2 separate regions of the Gasterosteus aculeatus genome follow, and region 1 is linked to region 2. A link is a contact called in public Hi-C data. All regions are on one chromosome and are shown on one strand. The core of a region is the stretch at or near the end of the contact, and the rest is flanking DNA. Distances in the headings are between cores, read along the strand shown. Region 1 overlaps LOC120817843 (A disintegrin and metalloproteinase with thrombospondin motifs 2). Region 2 overlaps LOC120817393 (CCR4-NOT transcription complex subunit 6-like).

Region 1 (5,722 bases), core at 978-3,477, 130 kb after region 2:
CTGCTTTAAAGGTCACTGCATCTGGTTGACACCTGACATCATAAAGCAAGATGGAAACTGGGGGACGTGGAGCGAGTTCGGCCAGTGCTCCCGCACCTGCGGTGGAGGAGTGCACTTTCGCATGCGTGACTGTGACAATCCGAGGTATGGGACCCTTTTTATTATTCTTTATTTAATTATGCTAAATTCAGCTTAAGCTGTAAAACTGTTTTAGAACGCATTCCTCGACACAACGTCTTAACTTCCGATATTTGTTGCAATGATTCCCGAAAGTAATACGTTTGCTCTATTAACACAAGATGAAGATAATTTGTATAAGCGTTGAATATATATTTCCTTCCCCGAGCTTTGAGTGATAATCATCCCGTGGCCCTGCAATCCTCTCAGGCCAGCAAACGGGGGCCGTAGCTGCATGGGGGCGACGGACCAGTTCCAGATGTGCAACGTCAACGAGTGCGAGGATATCTACAGTGACCCGCGGGAGGAGCAATGCCACGCTTGGGACCCCCGCTTTGAAATCCACAGCAACATGCACCGCTGGTTGCCTTATGAACACACAGACCGTGAGTGCACACCCTCAGGTGGGAATGGGGAAGAAGGGGTAGCTAGAAGAATACACGCAGGAAGGGGCGCTCGGATAGCAGCCTGGGAACGACGGACCGGGCGCCATGATGCACGATGGAAGTCGTAAATGCGAATGAAAGCCAGAAAGAAAGAGGACGCGCACACATCATTCTTGAGTGTGGTCGGGTTGGAGAGGGTTGTGTATATGTGCTCTGTTATGGTCATTGACATCTGGCTGTCCAACCGGCTACACCCTCCCAATAAAACCACGCCCTCTCTGAGGAAATCTCTTTAAAAACAAACTTCTTTGAAGTCTGTGTTTTCTCTCTCCCCCCCCCCCACGCCATGATGTCAGCTGAACTTTGCTAACCTCTCTCCCTACAGCGTTTTCTCCATCGATGCATGAGACAAAACTTCACTGCATGTCTGAAGCCCCTTTTCCTTATTGAGAAGGTTTGAAATGCACGTGAGCGTGTGACCTAGCCGGTCTCTAGGAAGAGGTGTCACTGCCTTTCTGGTACGGTATTGAATTATCATCCAAGTAAAGGGCAGCTCGAGAGTAAAGTGCTGAGCTGTCTCCACATGTAATTGGAGGTCACGATACACACACTCAATGCAAAGGAGCCCCGCTAAACTGTTTTCTCCGTTCTTAGCATTCCTAAATGCCATATTTTTCAGCCAGGCTTTCTCAGTCTCAAATTACTTTTGTGAGTGTGTGTTAGTGGGCGAGCACAGATGTGTGTGTGTGTGTGTGTGTGTGTGTGGCGGGGGGGGGGGGAGAGAAAAGTGAAGAGGGAGGTGAAATTGAATTCCATCCATGGTCCGTAATCTCCTGACTTTCAGATTGCGAGAAACACAGTGCGTCTGCTCAGGGTGTGAGATTGTTTGTTCAGAGACGTTTTGTTTGTTTTTGTCTCTATTTAGGTGTTTTTTTTCGAAGTCGGCACTAGATAGTCATTTACTGAAGGATGAGAGGCAAAGCTGCCCTGCGTGTGTTCGGCTAATCAATCGGCTGTTTAGAGCGATCCACCCACTTGGTCTGTCCATTAAATCGTGAGAGCAGTGTGCAAAATGTGGAATGACCCCCTGAAAACATTTGAGGGCTCCCATGATTTAAGCTTATCATTTTGTATTTGTCCACACTCTTGTTGAAAGATGAACTGGCAGCTAATGCAAAGCATCACTTAGACATAAGCGCAGGATATACGATGATGATGTAGAAAAGTGTCCTGTTTCCATATGTTATCGTTTTACAGTAGCACGTCTGCCACCTGCTTATTAGTGTCAAAGCACCATAAAACAAGGTCTCTGGATTGTGTCCATGGGTAACGAACGTGATGAAGTCGAGTGTTCCTTCTCACTGGGATAAACTGCCAGGTTTTGTCTCTGGAGGCTCATGTAGTTGTATTATGAGTCACACAAATAGACACAATGAGACAAAGCGCCACGCTGACTCATGGAGCGCTCATTCAGAAGAATATAAAATAACCCCCATGTTATTTGTGAAGATGAAATCCAAAACGGATCACAAAAGTGCCAATTGGGTCATTTTTGTGTGTTTGTTTTTTTCCTAGCTAACAAGCGCTGCCACCTGCATTGCCAGTCCAAGGAGACACGAGACGTGGTTTTCATGCAGAGAATGGTCCTGGACGGCACGCGCTGCTCCTACAAGGATCCGCACAGTGTGTGCGTGCGTGGGGAGTGTGAGGTGAGAGACGTTGTGCGTGTGTGTGTGTGTGTGAGAGGGCGAGACGGCTGCTGCCTTGTGGTCAGATCTGCATGTGTTTAACTTTCCATGTCCTCTTGAACAGAAAGTGGGCTGTGACGGCACGGTCGGCTCCTCAAAGCAGGAGGACAAATGTGGAGTGTGTGGAGGAGACAACTCCAGCTGCAAGACCTTCAAAGACACCATCACGCGCACTGCCAAGAAACAAGGTGAACACACACACACTCACAGGGACAATAACCCAGATCGGAATGTCGGACGGGCATGACATCAGACGTAGCCGCTGCCTTTCATGCTGCTCAGTACGGGATAGTTGTCCGGTGCTCCTTTATGGTATGAACCCCACGTTGAGTTATATTCAGCTAAACGCCGCCCTCTAGAGGAGGATCAGCGGCCTCTATGAGCACATGTTTGTTAGTAAATGATCTAACCTTCGACATCAGAGAATTCCAAGATTCTCTGCAATGTGTACTTCGGGTCTGTAGTAGTGAGCAGGGGTATTTGGTTTAAATGATTAAGAGCTATTTGTGGGATTAGCTGAGGCTTTTCTTTGGTAAACTAACACTTTCATGATGTCAACTTTCTTTCAGGTTTCCTCAAAGTTCTTGAAATCCCCAGAGGAGCGAGACACTTACTGATCCAAGAGCTGAAAGCAACCTCACACACTTTAGGTATTTGACATTGTATCGTGTTTTTCTTACCTACGTGTTTATATAGTATTGTGCTGTATATTGTACTAGTGTGATTAATGGAAATCCTCACGCATCTACAGCTGTAAAGAACGTTGCCTCTGGACTTTTCTTCTTGAATGGGGAAAACGATTACCCAGAATCCCACTCGGTGATAGAAAAGGGCGTGGAGTGGGAATATGAGAATGACAACGACAAGGATTCGCTTCAGACCACTGGTCCTATCAGACATGGAATTCTGATCATGGTACACATTGAAAAGAGAAGAAATTAGCAATATTAGGAATAATCTGATCATACACAAGCATCTCTGTCCTTCTCTCTCTCTCTTTTTCACACACAATGTCAATTCTTTCCCCTTTGCAGATGAAATTGCGTGGCGATGAGGATGTGAATTTGTCTTATAAGTACATGATGAACATGGACAGTGACTCTGCTATTCAGAACAACATGCTGGTGGAGGACAGCGCCTATGAGTGGGCTCCAAAGAGATGGTCCTACTGCTCCAAGCCCTGCGGTGGAGGTACAGTAGAGTAAAGGAAGTGCTTTCTGTGAAACTCTGATCATCTATCATGCCCGTCTTTATGTTTTCTCATGCTCACATTTATAAAATCCTCTATCCCCTCATGCTGTAGGGAAGCAGTACCTGCGATACGGATGCAGAAGGAAAGTTGACAGTAAGATGGTCCACAAGAGCTTCTGTAACAAATCCAACATGAAACCCAGAGGAGACACCAGAGACTGCAACCAGAAGCCCTGTCCCCCACCCATGTATGTATATGTCCCCATCTGTGAAGATATAGGAATCTTTACTCATGTTCTACACTCAGTAGGCTTTGTCTTTTCTCCTCTTTCATTGTTTACTTCAGTATTTTGGGAATATTGAATGCCCTCAGACCTCCTGTCTTTCTCTCCTCTGCCCCGTTGCGTCCCTCCAGTTGGGTGACAGGGGAGTGGCAGAACTGCAGCAAACCATGTGGAAAGACAGGGATGCAAATCCGCTCGGTCAGCTGTGTCCAGCCATCAGATGACAACACCACACGCCCCATCCACAACAAACACTGCAACGACGACAGGCCCGAGTCTCGCAGACCCTGCAACCGACACTCCTGCCCGACCCAGTGGAGAGTCGGCCCGTGGTCGCAGGTACGCAGGCTGAACGTAGGGCAGCAGAAATCAAAAGTTTGGTCCATTTTGCAGGAAGAATTTGCAATATTTTTTATACGTCCAACAGATGCTTTTTGATGATTTTTGTGGTTTTATTATCAAACGTATTACTGTAAATCAAGGAAAATGATTACAAGAAACTAGGGCTGACAATAGATTAAAACAAATTAACTGATTATTTTAAATTCATTAATCGCAAATAAAAGTTGTACTTTATTGCATTAATTTTGGCCACATTAATTGCATAGGTTAACATGTTCATTTTGACAATCCACAAAAAAAACAGCGTCATGATACGCCTACATTAAATGCATTTGTTCGGATTTTACGGCCTTGTATACCGTGTGATGTCTTTAAAGTGTTTGTCATGGGATGTCCCGTCTCTGCAGTGCTCAGTGTCATGTGGCAACGGGACCCAGCAGAGGCAGGCTCTGTGCCACACCCGGGACAACACCATCGGCCTGTGTCTGGACAGTAAGCCCGACACCATCAGAGTCTGTCGCCTGGATCCATGTCCCAGTGAGTGATAAGGGGCCTCCAGTCTCTCAAATCTTTTTTTATTTACTCCCTATTGTCTTAATAACTTCCTTTTATTAAAATGTTAATTTTTTTGTCTTATCTGACATACCAACATTGTGCTCCAAAAGGGACAATAAATATCTCACAGTTTTAATAAGAAGGTCCGTTTGAAAAGAAGCAGTCAAAAAGTAAAACTTAACATATTTGATGCTTTGATAACTTTTTTTTGTATTATTCTTGAATACGTAGACAAGAACAGGCCCACATCTCAGTGTAGAAAGGAGAATCGGGGGAAAGCTCATTGCAGTAACTAAAGCGTTGCATCACTCTCTCCCTCTGTTTTTGTCTTTTTTTCCTCTGCAGAGGGCTCGTCTGACCTCAACAAGAACGGCAACATCCTGATCCAGTGGCTGTCCCGACCAAACCCCAACTTGGTCGGGAAGATCTCCTCACGTAAAACCTCCCTCTATAGTTCCCAGCCTGGCCTCCACAGCGGCAGCCGCAGCTGCATGTTTGTCCTCTGCTGGGCCCTGCCCATCTCTGTCCTCCTGTCTCTGCAGGGTCGGCCCCGGCTGGCCCCCTGACCTTCCCCATGGCCCGTGCCTGTGCCCACGCCCGTGAGCGAGCGGCAAAGCTTTTGCTTCTCTTTTGGGGAGGGGGGGGGGGGGTGTTGCCTCTCCCTCTTTGTGTCTGAAACGGCTCTGACTGGGGGGCAGGGGGGGGGTCTCTGGCTCCTATGTGTGCTGGTTGGTTCTCTCTGTCTCTCTCTATCTCTCTCTCCTTTGTGGAGCATTGTGTTGTAACCGCTGGCCAGTCGAAAACTCAAAAGATCAACAAAAAATTTGATGTGAAAAGGATTCGAAGTGGCGAGGCGAAAACAGGTTTTCACGGGGCGCCTCCCGAGACGTGTCGAGGAGCCGTTCGCTTGTGAGGGGACCCACTCTGCATTTGGCGGCCACGTTTTGCGCGAGCTAGCTGCGTGTTGTCATGGGTTACCACTCCTGAGATGCAGCTGTGCTTTTTTTCTTTTTCTAGCGCACTGTCATTTTGGGGAGAA
Region 2 (5,225 bases), core at 2,651-5,150:
GTGGTTTTTCCACAAGTGTTTGTACAGAATAGAAATCTAGACTCGGTCTTTACATGATTGTATATGAACCACAAAAGACTTTTCTGGCGTTTTTTTTTGTACTAAAAGTAAATTATGATCAGATTTGAAAAAAAAGGATTGTATTGTAAACTATGGCTAAATTTTTATCCAGTTAATGTTGAGATGAATTGATATTACCAGCTTGTACAAAAGACGTAAGAAGAGGTTGTTCAAGGCGTTCACTGTCACAACTCTGCACTCCCTAGCTATTAACCCTTTCTCTTTCTTTACTTCTTCTCCCCCCCGTCCCCTTAATGTTGATTTGATACGCCGGCCTATTGCTGCAATTGTAAACAGACCGCAGAGTAGTCCGCCTGTTGCTTCTCGCCCATTAACAAAGCCATTGATCCACAACGCTGCCATCAGTTCAGACAAGGACACACGCGGATGAGCCGCCGCCAGCAGTGACTCCACAGCTGTTCATCGTCTCTCACACACACACACACACACACACACACACTCTCGCTAGTGGCGTGTGACCGATACAACTATTATTAATCCCTCATGTACAAGAAAAACATCGTGCCTCACTGTAGCAGTTGTCGTTGTCTTGCACTATATACATTTGACGAACGCCTGAACAACCTTTTCTCCTTTTTATTTTTAAATACTGTTGAGACACTTGTGAAGATTTTATGTCCTTTTATTATTTTTTTGTTAATGTTGATTTCCTTTTTTATGAGCTGTGACAATGTTATGATGATGTGTATATTCTTCCTATTCATTGAGCTCTATTAATCAGGTATGCTTTCTCCACCGACTCCTTTGCCCCCCTCACGGAACACGAGTGCGATGTGTGATCTGTAAGTCCACTCAGTGATTGTCGGCCCCCTATTTGTACCTCGGCACAGCTCCACGCCCGGAACCACCATAAATATCCAGCCCGTCGCTACTTCCACGGCCATGAATTCTAAATCTCCTAAGCCCTCTAATGCCCGACCTCAGACCCCCCCCCCACCCCCCCCCCCCCTCTTATTACTCAAGCTGTGTCTTTTTAAAAACTGTTGCTCGACCGGTCTGTAGCTCTTACCTTCGTCACTGAAGCTGTGGTGCCGTCTGTGGCCCCTCTGCATCGGCGGAGGTGGGAGGGCCTGTTTGCTCTGCTTTTGGATGAACCAGGGACGAGGGGCAGCGAGCTCAGCTTTTCCTCTCTGAAAGCCGGAGAGGCGGCACGTTGCGACGAATCATATTTGTGACGTCTCGGCAAATGAAATTAATTTAACAGACCTGTTTTTTACACCAAAACTTTACAAAAAAGTGCACGGACGACGAGCGCCTAATAGATGCGGACGTAGCTCCCCTCACTCCTCGGTCCATCTTATTGGCAGATAAAGATCTAATTTACTTTAATGTGTATGTTGACATTACATTTTTTAAAGCAAGAGGGAAGCAAATTAATAGGAAGTATACGTTTAGTCCTCTGATCAAGGTTTCTTGTCCCATTTGCCCCCCCCCCCCCCCCACATGTCTGTCTTTTAACCTATTTTTGTTTTTTTTTCTCCCAATGGAAACAAATGTGTCCAGTTTGATCTTTTTCTTTCTTTCCTGAATGGCATTAGTATTGTATTAGATTTAAAGGTTAGCTTTTTTGTAAAGTGTGAATAAAAGATGTATCTCATGTTTCCTTTCTAAAAAGAAAATGAATTGTGTTATGATGTGTAAATCATGAATTCTTAGACGGTGTTATGTTTGCTACATTGTTTTTACTTGTACTCAATATATTTCCACCTCACACCAAATCCCCTGTTGAAATGCCGCTGGGACGTCGCGTGGACGAGTTGGTGAGGTGAAGCGCGGAGGGCTCGCCAGTGACGTTCAGCACACGGTGTTCAACTTGATTCCTATTCGATTTTTTTTCTTTGTTAAATTAGCTTCTCGGCTTTATTTTTGGGTGTTGCATGGCACTGGCTGGAGAGTACTGGTGCCTTTAGCTTAGGACAGTCTCACTAGTGGCCGCAGATCGGTACCAGAACCGCGGTTCAGGCTGGCGTGAAATGTGTTTTTAGGGCGGAGCCTAGCGGCGCGTCGATGGTCCCGTGACGACTTTTGAGTACTTCTAGTCCATTTCGCTCTGTTCTCGTGCATCACCGTGTTTAAACCTGTTACACTAGCTAGCTACTATTGCCTTTTGTGGCTGAAGTCCCTTTGGTTGTTGACTCCCCGGCTCCCCACCCTTTTTTTTCTTTTCTTTTTTAAAACCCGGACTATTGACTTTTGAGTGAAAATGCGGCGACTGGCTGAGCCGAGTCCCCCTGTAAGCTCGCTGGAGCTGTCACTTTGTTAGCTTTGTAATCGCCACTGTCTCATTGTGTTTAATAGGTTGTTGTTGTTTTAGGTGTAGAGTCATTTTCCCAGGCTGCATCTCTTTGTAATGGTGCACACCAAAGCGGCTTGTAGTCCTCCTGTAGAGCAACTTCTTTTTCCAACCACTCGCGTTTATTTTGTTTAATCCCAATCGTAGTCTTCATCAACTGCAGGGCTGTGAGGAGATCAAGAACTTTGGGCCTTTTTTCCCCCCCTTGAATCACATGAACAAACTTGCATCCGTATTCATACACGCCGGGATTTGGTTTCTCAAAAGACATCCGATTCTGATCTTTTTACAACTTTGCAATAATCCCCAGTAAACATTCAGACCCATGCAACGTGGGTTTTTAAAATATCTTACCTGGAAGCCGTAGCTATTTTGTCATTTCGACTGGCTGCTGCTGCTTTCAATCATCTCCCATCTGCTCTCCCGTTTCTTTTCCCCATGCATCATCCATCTTGTATATTTGCTCACCCTCCCTCCCTGCTGATCTAGTAGTTGTTCAATGATCAGAATTGTCTATTTGTAGTCAGCTGAGTACATTGATCTGTGTCACTGTGTTTATGCACTGGACCAACTATTGTTTACCATTCATGAAATACCAGCAAAAATAAAAAAGAGAATAATGTCTAAACACTTGCACAATGTTGTAGAATGTCCATTGATCCAGATGAAAAATCAAGGCAGCTGTTTTCAAATCAACACATCCCGTTTAAAAAAAAAAAGAAACTGAATGGTAAACAATGCTTTCTGTTGTACACTTAGCCGTCCTCTTGATTCTCTTCGGACTAGTTCTGTTTTTTTTTTTGTTTTGTTTTTTCGCCGTTTGACTACAACAGGTTCTGCTTGTTTCCTTTACACCGACCTATGTATTTTCCTACTTCTGGTTGAAAATAAATTCTATATTACCTGTTTCAGGCCGTGTCACCTCTTATTTTTTTGCAATGGATATTGAAAATAAAATCCGTTCTCCTTGAACTGCCTCCTTTTTGCTTTTTTGATTCTACCCAGTCTTTTTCAGACTTTGACACAAAGTGTTTTTTACTCTTCATTTTGTCCTATTCCCGTTTGCTGACCTCAGCTCAACACCTCTCACATGTTACACAAACTAAACCGATTTAAATAGTTTTAGCTGATCGTGTTCCAAACAGCTGGTGGCAGAACGCGCATGTTTTCTTTCCTCAGACCATCTTCTGCAGCGAGTTCGTTAAACGTGAGTATCGGTGGGTGATGGATTGTAATATAAAACCTGCACGCTCACTGTGACCTTTTGGCCTCACTAGTGGGCCGGAGACCGTCATGGTTGAAGCCTCTGCGTCAGCAGGCGGGGGCTGTTTCTCTAGCCGAGCCTCAGCTTTTTCTTTTCCTTCTGGGACGGCAAATGAAAAGCGAATTTCCCGTCACGGGATCAATCAAGTTTAACGTTAGATGCCTAAAAATGGGCCGGGGGCTGACTGTTGTATCATTTGTAGACACACGATGGAGCCACAGGATCAGGATGTGTTTCGTCTACAGGAGGACGTCAGCGCTCAGCTGGTGCCTCATGACTTCAGCTGCAGGGAATTTAGACAGATGTTGCACAATACGATGGAGATAACATTGCGAATCCGATTGATGAGCCAATCACAGCTGCGGTTGATAACGGGAGTTAGTGTATGTGCCGTGTCTTTAGTACACAACGTTGTCATGTGTTTATTAACCACATATGATTCACGATTATTATAATAATGAATTGAATCATTTAATAAAACATCAACCACGAAGAGCATTCTTTTTTTGCCAGGCTTTTTGTGTTTTGGCTCAATAATGCAGGAAGCCTTCAGTCAACGTGGGACTCGCTGAGGACTGTTGGGTTTGCTTGCTTCTAACTCTTGGCGTAAACGACCACTAGCAGTGTTCTTTTATTTTGATGATCCCGTTTCCTACTTTGATTTTATGTGACTTTTATTTTGACATCAAACTATCTGCAAACGTGATTAATCGCTCGTGCTCGCGTTTGTTCAATAGAAGACACGAGAAGCCACGTTACAAGACAATGCAGGTTTAGAGCCAGAGATTTAAAAATATCACTGTAACCTTAACTAAAGTGTTCTTTGGAGAGCTATATCATTCAGTGTTTTGATTAGCTTTGGCAGTAAACGTTTGAGAAAGACTTATTAAGTTGGGCTGCTACATTGTGCAGAACTCGGTGCACTTCAACACTTGTGGTGGTGCAGTTGTGTCCGTGACATTATGACCAGTTAACCGGCCCGAGCCTCCATCTCTCCTTGATTCAGAAGGAACCTGAGAGACCAAGTGGAGGCGAAGCTTTACCAGATGCCCACAGAAAAGCGCCAAAATCGTATGTCGACGCAGAACAACACAATTATTGATGGGTTCCCAATCCGATTTTCTGCTAGGCGCACATCTCCATCCAGGGAGTGAATAAGGCCTGCTGACGGAGCCAAAGCGCTTCCTGTTATTGCCCCTGAAATGGACTGTGACAGTAACTACAGTGCCCACCTGATCGTGCTCACGTGGAAACCAGGCACTTTCTAAACGCGCTGCCTGGAAGTTTGAAAAGAATCTCCAAGGTGCTCAAAGAGGCAAATGTTACCTCTTATGGGTGTGAACTATTTTCTGTTTTTTTTTTGTTGGAATTTTCTAGCAGAAACAGCTGTCAAAATGTGTGCTCTTGTGATGTTAGAGAGGGAGCTTTTGGTTCGCGTGGGGAGAAAAAGAGGAGGGAGAGAAGAGTCAGATTGCTCTTTCCTTCGCCTCAATGTTTGCAGGCGATCTGTCTCGTGTTGACGTGGCGGCGTGATCGCGACGCCTATAAAGTCCTCTGCAGATGTAGACTCCCTCCTTCTCTACTGTC

What was found. A called contact is a pair of places that touch in the nucleus more often than the background predicts.
Region 1: a Hi-C map of whole body shows a contact between it and region 2, with 2.9 times the contacts expected there. The contact joins two enhancer-like sites. A contact is called at or near these places in 4 of 6 Hi-C or Micro-C datasets (skeletal muscle, tail fin and whole body).

The regions. Positions count from the first base shown.
Region 1 is chr4:11,410,499-11,416,220 of fGasAcu3.hap1.1, forward strand. It overlaps LOC120817843 (A disintegrin and metalloproteinase with thrombospondin motifs 2), which reads left to right. Exons shown (of 23, transcript XM_040174454.2): 12 at 1-144; 13 at 388-563; 14 at 2,139-2,272; 15 at 2,376-2,499; 16 at 2,881-2,961; 17 at 3,063-3,226; 18 at 3,346-3,502; 19 at 3,615-3,750; 20 at 3,918-4,125; 21 at 4,536-4,665; 22 at 5,029-5,118. Among protein-coding and RNA genes, the nearest start is that of LOC120818433, 10 kb to the right of the region's middle. Within about 2 kb of position 2,228, at least 2 of the 9 cell types and tissues checked have open chromatin away from gene starts, as enhancers often do.
Region 2 is chr4:11,279,306-11,284,530 of fGasAcu3.hap1.1, forward strand. LOC120817393 (CCR4-NOT transcription complex subunit 6-like) reads left to right here. Exons shown (of 12, transcript XM_078102218.1): 12 at 1-1,700. Among protein-coding and RNA genes, the nearest start is that of LOC120817393, 15 kb to the left of the region's middle. Within about 2 kb of position 3,901, at least 2 of the 9 cell types and tissues checked have open chromatin away from gene starts, as enhancers often do.